Linked DNA regions of Anas platyrhynchos: region 1 is linked to region 2. Evidence: chromatin contacts called from public Hi-C data. All regions are on one chromosome and are shown on one strand. Each heading gives the region's core, a stretch centred on a gene start, on an enhancer-like site or on the middle of the called end of the contact. The rest is flanking DNA. Distances are from core to core; before and after follow the strand shown.

Region 1 (2,700 bases), core at 85-2,584, 82 kb after region 2:
ACATTTTCATTCGGATTTTAGGGCACAAGCAAGCCCTGTCTGGCTACAAATGAAGCCCCTCGTTTACGTGTGGCTCTGAAACATTGCATAGTTTCGGGGCTGGGTTTTCTTTCTTTCCTTTTAAGCTGTTTTCAACCCAGATCAATCAGTCCAAAGACAACTCAATGAGGTTTCCACTTCCAGATCTCTCTCTCTCTCTCCCCTTCCCTGTGCTTCTATAGTTTAAAAACTGCTCAAGAACTTTGCAGGTCAGAGCAGGCAGAAGAGAAACGCCACGCTCACAGTCCGCTAACGGGCTGGGAGGGAAACGACTACCAATGGAGTTGCACAGGGGGGAAGAAACTAAAAGTTAACAGTGGGTGTGTTTTGGGTCCAAGCATCTCCGAACGAGGTATGAGGGGGTGATTTAAGAAAAACGAACAAACAGAAAACCCAGACTTAACTGATGGCAGGAAGCCGGGGCTGGTGGCAAGCGGAAAGAAAGGTGCAGAGGAGAAAAAAAAAAGAAATAAAAATAAACCCGAGAAGCCCAAAGAAGGCAGAAGTCAAGGCTTGTCGTTACAGTGTTTGCAGAGGGTGGAGGCGGCTCCCGTGAAGGCAGTGCATTTCTCGGGGCAGCCAGGCAAGGCCGTGCCAGTGAAGGGGTAGACGGCCGACTGTCCGAAGGGGCTGAGGGTGGCGGGCAGCGGGGCGCCCAGCGCTTGGCCCTGGTTCAGGTAGGCCACCAGCCTCCGCATCTCCTCCAGAGCCTGCGCCTGCATGAGGATGTAGTTCTTGGCCAGCAGCAGGGTGGCGATTTTGGACAGTTTGCGCACCGAGGGGCTGTGGGCGTAGGGGATGACGGAGCGCAGGCCGTCCAAGGCGTCGTTGAGGTCGTGCATCCGCCGCCGCTCCCGGGCGTTGATGCTGAGGCGCAGCGAGCGCTGCTCCTTGGGTTTCTTGCCCAGGGCGGCCCCTTTCAGCTTGCCCTCTCGCTCCAAGGCCTCGCCGCCCTTCGCCCCGGCCTCGAAGGCATCCTCCTCGTCGCCGCTCTGCTCGCCGCTGCTCTCCGCCGCCTTGCCCAGCGCCCCGGGGTGGTGGAAAGCCGCCCCGCCGCCCCCCGACAAGGCTCCTCGAGGGCTCTGGGCGCCGCCGTAGGTGAAAGGCGAAGGGGCATAACCCGGGGCCAGCGCCAGGTAAGCCTCGCCGGCCAGAGACTTGAGCTCGGCCATCCTGCCCCCCCGGCGCTGAGGGAGGAGGATGATGATGATGAGGATGGTGACGATGAAGAGCAGGACGCGGCCCCGCCGCTCCCCTCCGCGCCGCTCCGCGCCGGGGGCGGGCTATGAGGCGGCCGCGGCTCCGCCGCCGCTTATATAGCGGAGAGCGGCCCGGCGCGAGGCCCCGCTGTCCAATCAGAGGGCAGAAAGGGGCGGCGGGAACGGCCCCGCGCCGGCCGAGGCCCCGCCCTCGTCCCCGCCGCCTGAGGAAGGCGCTGAGGGGAGCGGGGTGGGGGGGGGCAGCGCGGCCGTGAGGAGGGGGCTGCAGGGCTGTGGGGTAGGGGGACTGGTGGTCCCCTTCGGGTAGAGGGGAGATCCGGGAGTGCCGGGGTAAAGTCTGGTCACTGGTGTGCTCTGTCTGGGTCTGCTGTCCCGGAACCATGCTCCTGTCCCACCACCACACTCCTGTCCTGCCATGATGCTCCTGTCCTGTCACGATGCTCTGGTCCCATCATGATACTCCTGACCATCACCACACTCCTGTCCTGTCATGATGTCCTCTCTTACAGGATCTTTTAAAAACTCTAAATTTCCCTTTCTAAAATGAAGAAGAAAAGGTGACTGTTGAGCTGGTGCTTCATCCTTCCTCGCACCGGGACACTAGCTGGAACCCCTTTCTGTCATACAGGGTTTTTCAGAAAGCGAGGATGTCAAGGTTGGCTTTCCGTCAGAGTTTGCTGAACCCAGTGCAAGGGGGGCAGATCAATGGTTTGTGCAATTCCCCAAGTCTGGTCTCATTTGGAGACTATGCAGGAGTCTGTCTTATTGTGGAAATGGCCACCACACCCTAGCCCTTGTTAGCACCAAAACAAATAAAGAATTGATTAGAGAACATACATACATACATATCTATGTATATCTATGTATATATATATATTTGAGAGGGAGAGAGCTTTCTAGTATCAACTGGAGAAGTGAGCACTTCCCCATCCCCACACCTGGGACCACCAGTCACTAAATGGTACATATTGCAATGGGAGGCAAAGTCATGCAAGGTCTTGACAGCTTGTGGGCATGGCTTGCTGGCCTGGTCGCTCTGATTTAGGTGAGGATGACAGTGGAGGCACCTGTTGTGATGAGAGATTTCCAAGACAAAGGCCCCGTCTATTTCCATTTCCTTCAAAGGCTCACTGTGCTCCTCCATTCCATGTACCAGGAAAAGAAATGTGATCCTTCCTGACTCAGTCTGACTCTGAAGGGACTCTCTGTCCTTCCCAGTTGTACCAGTAACTGAGTGGTAAGCTCAGAAAGGAAACAAATCTATTTTTTCATAACCATTTTGGTAGCATAGTGGCCTGCAGTGAGAGAAATCATGGCTGGGGGGGAATCCTTATGTTACAACAAAACCAGGTCCCAGTGTCAGGATTTTTTTCTAGGCTTCTGAGACTGCTTGGTTGCACTGAGTTTTGGTGTGCAGGCACTATAAGAGCACCCCAGTCTT
Region 2 (2,700 bases), core at 161-2,660:
ACCTTCATCTGATGATAACAGAGCAAAGCTTTTAAAGAACTGCTACATTTCCCCATCTTTTTGTCTTTCTGTTTTTAGACAGAGGTCCATTCTACAAATGACTTACACATTCAAATCAGTATCCCCACTTCATTTGCTCTAAAGAGGTAATAATCATTCAGTGGGTCCACAGACCGCATAAAGATCCTGGCTTTTTCAGAACTTATCATTTAATTGCATGATGAACTTCCTATGTCAATTAACTAGGAAGACCTCGCTCTAAAAAAGGATATTGAAAGTCAGCTTAGTAATAATACCTTTAACATGAACTAAAAGCAACCAAAAGCAGTAGCCTCATTTCTCCTTCATCCAAGGATTTGCGCACAAGCAAAAACCCATGTCAAAATTCTGTGCAAATTCTTCAGGTACAGCTTTTTTTTTTTTTGAGGATTTTTATGAGAAAATAGTGATCTTTTTCTTCTCATTACTGCTAATCCTCATGATAGCTACAGTTAGAAGGCAAAATATATTGCACCTTATTCCATGTTTTTGGATGTGAGTGGTTTAACATCTTTAACACTCAGACAAAATGCTGCAATTTGCCCAGGTTCTCATGTCTAACAATTTACAGGCTACAGAAGCACCTTGCATGAATACTTCAGCCAAAGGATTGGAATACCTGGCACCTATTAGTTCTCTCATCCCCCAACTTGCCTTAAAGAAAGTTTTATCTGACTTTAAGAGATCTCAAACAACACACCCCTATGCAAGCAATGAAAGCAGGACTCACTGCATACTCAAGACTCACCACTGACATTAGTACCTCCTGGAGGAGCTGATTTGGTCAGCGCTGTTAGCTAATAGAGGGGGGAGCTTCCTTCCACTGTAACAGGAAAAAAAAATTCTTTGTTTTGGTAAGTGGACTTAAGGTCCAGTTAATGTTTCAGATACATTAGGGATATTCAGTGGCCGGGGTCCGAAGACAGGCCAGAAACCTCAAACAATCAGAAGAACCAATACAAGGTTCAGCAGCTTTCTAAAAACCAAGTTAGTAAGAAGACAAGAGAGTACTTGCACCTGGAAAGAAATTCAAAGCTTAATAAAGGTCTTACAATAATTAAAATCTGTTAAACACTGTAGTTCATCAGTGACCAGTTTCAACTCCACATCCTGACACAAAACTAGTGTGGGCCATGATTTTAAAAATTAGCTTCAGCTAGAATGACTTGGAACTGGCCTTTGATTATATTTGTTTCTTCAGAATTAGACGGCATTACATGCAAGGCATTTGGCTAGAACCAAAGAGCAAAATACTGGGTTTCTTAAATATCTAAGGATGCTATGGAATGGATAGAAAACATCCTCCCCAGAATGATGTAACAGTGCTTCCAACCACAGTTGAAGCTGTTTACTCATTCTACTCCCTGTAAAATTGGCACAGATCTTGCCAAGGCCTCCTTTAAGCACTGAAAAATTCCTGTGAAGTGAGTGTGTCAGCATCACATGACAAAAATTTGATAAAGAACTCCACTAAGGACAACATTTATGATGCAAGTGAAAAAAAATGTTGGTATGGCTCAGTTGATGCTGCTCCTAGCTAGAAGACTGATCCCATTAGAAAATGATTTTTGCATCCCCATTTGTCAAAGATGACATCTGGGAAAGCAGCGCTCTTTCTACTTCACAGCAACAGAAATAATCCCTTGTATCAGCAAGCATCACAAAAGCAGCTCAGAGGAAGTCAGTAGGGCAAAACCTACTTTGTACATAAACGAACAGTTTCATTCAGACCATGGGCAAAAGGTACAATCCTTTGACCCTTAGAGCAGCAGGAAGTAAGTTCTGCACTAGCACTGGTAAAAGCCACGTAGGCACAAGGCTGCAGCAGTCCCTTCCATCGGCTCTGTCAGCAAAGATGCAGGAGCAGACTACTTAAATGAGAAGCAACAGAAAGCAGATCATGCAACTGAGACGTGTCCCCACTCCTCTGAGGAGGGACTGCTTGGTCCAAGCCTATCTCAAGGCTGGCACAGAGTCCCTGATGTTTACAGGTGTACATCAACATGCACAACCTGACAAGAGTCACATCCACGCTAAGAGAGCTCAGACTGTACAGGGCACCAATTTCCTCCAGAAGTTCAACTGCTATATGGTCTGTTTATTGTCATATAAAATGTAACCACCGCTTACAGATCCTGCTTACAGTAGCTTCCCTTCTGAAAGGAGGAAATCACCTTTCAAAGTGAAAGGGGCATGTTATGACAGAAGGGATACAATGAGGGCAAAGAGTAAGAAAAACAGCAGTCAGAAGGCTTAAGTCCAGATGTGGAGAAACTGATGTGAGCTCAACCCCCCACCCCCAACTGATTTACTATTTGTTTTACTTCTCTAGACACCGTAGTTCAAGGTGAAACTCCAGACATCCCTGGTAAATACATTTTATGCCAGTAAAAACTTTACATTTGAAGGATCACGTTAAAAACACAATTTGCATAACATTTCAGTGTTTTGCTGATTATTAGACCTAAGGGTATAAAAACCAAGCAGAGACAATGCTGCAACAACTGCAGCACTTATCTGTAAATGCCTTGCTGGCTAGTTAAGCCCTAAATTAGTTGTAAGACCGTAACAAGCCTACCACCTTATGAAACCACAGTACTAACAACTTCAAAGTCGCAGCGAAGAGCCAATACATTATTTCCCATTAAAAAACTAACACAT

Evidence for each region. A called contact is a pair of places that touch in the nucleus more often than the background predicts.
Region 1: a Hi-C map of skeletal muscle shows a contact between it and region 2, with 4 times the contacts expected there. The contact joins the promoter of BHLHE23 here to the enhancer-like site in region 2. A contact is called at or near these places in 2 of 8 Hi-C or Micro-C datasets (skeletal muscle and subcutaneous adipose tissue).

The regions. Positions count from the first base shown.
Region 1 is chr21:15,867,673-15,870,372 of IASCAAS_PekinDuck_T2T, forward strand. It overlaps BHLHE23 (basic helix-loop-helix family member e23), which reads right to left and starts at 1,335. Exons shown (of 4, transcript XR_011804484.1): 1 at 563-1,335.
Region 2 is chr21:15,785,416-15,788,115 of IASCAAS_PekinDuck_T2T, forward strand. The region is part of intron 4 of LOC101792730 (death-inducer obliterator 1); the gene reads right to left. Among named protein-coding and RNA genes, the nearest start is that of GID8, 12 kb to the right of the region's middle. Within about 2 kb of position 1,411, at least 7 of the 8 cell types and tissues checked have an H3K27ac peak or open chromatin away from gene starts, as enhancers often do. A contact at or near this core is called in subcutaneous adipose tissue, where this site is marked.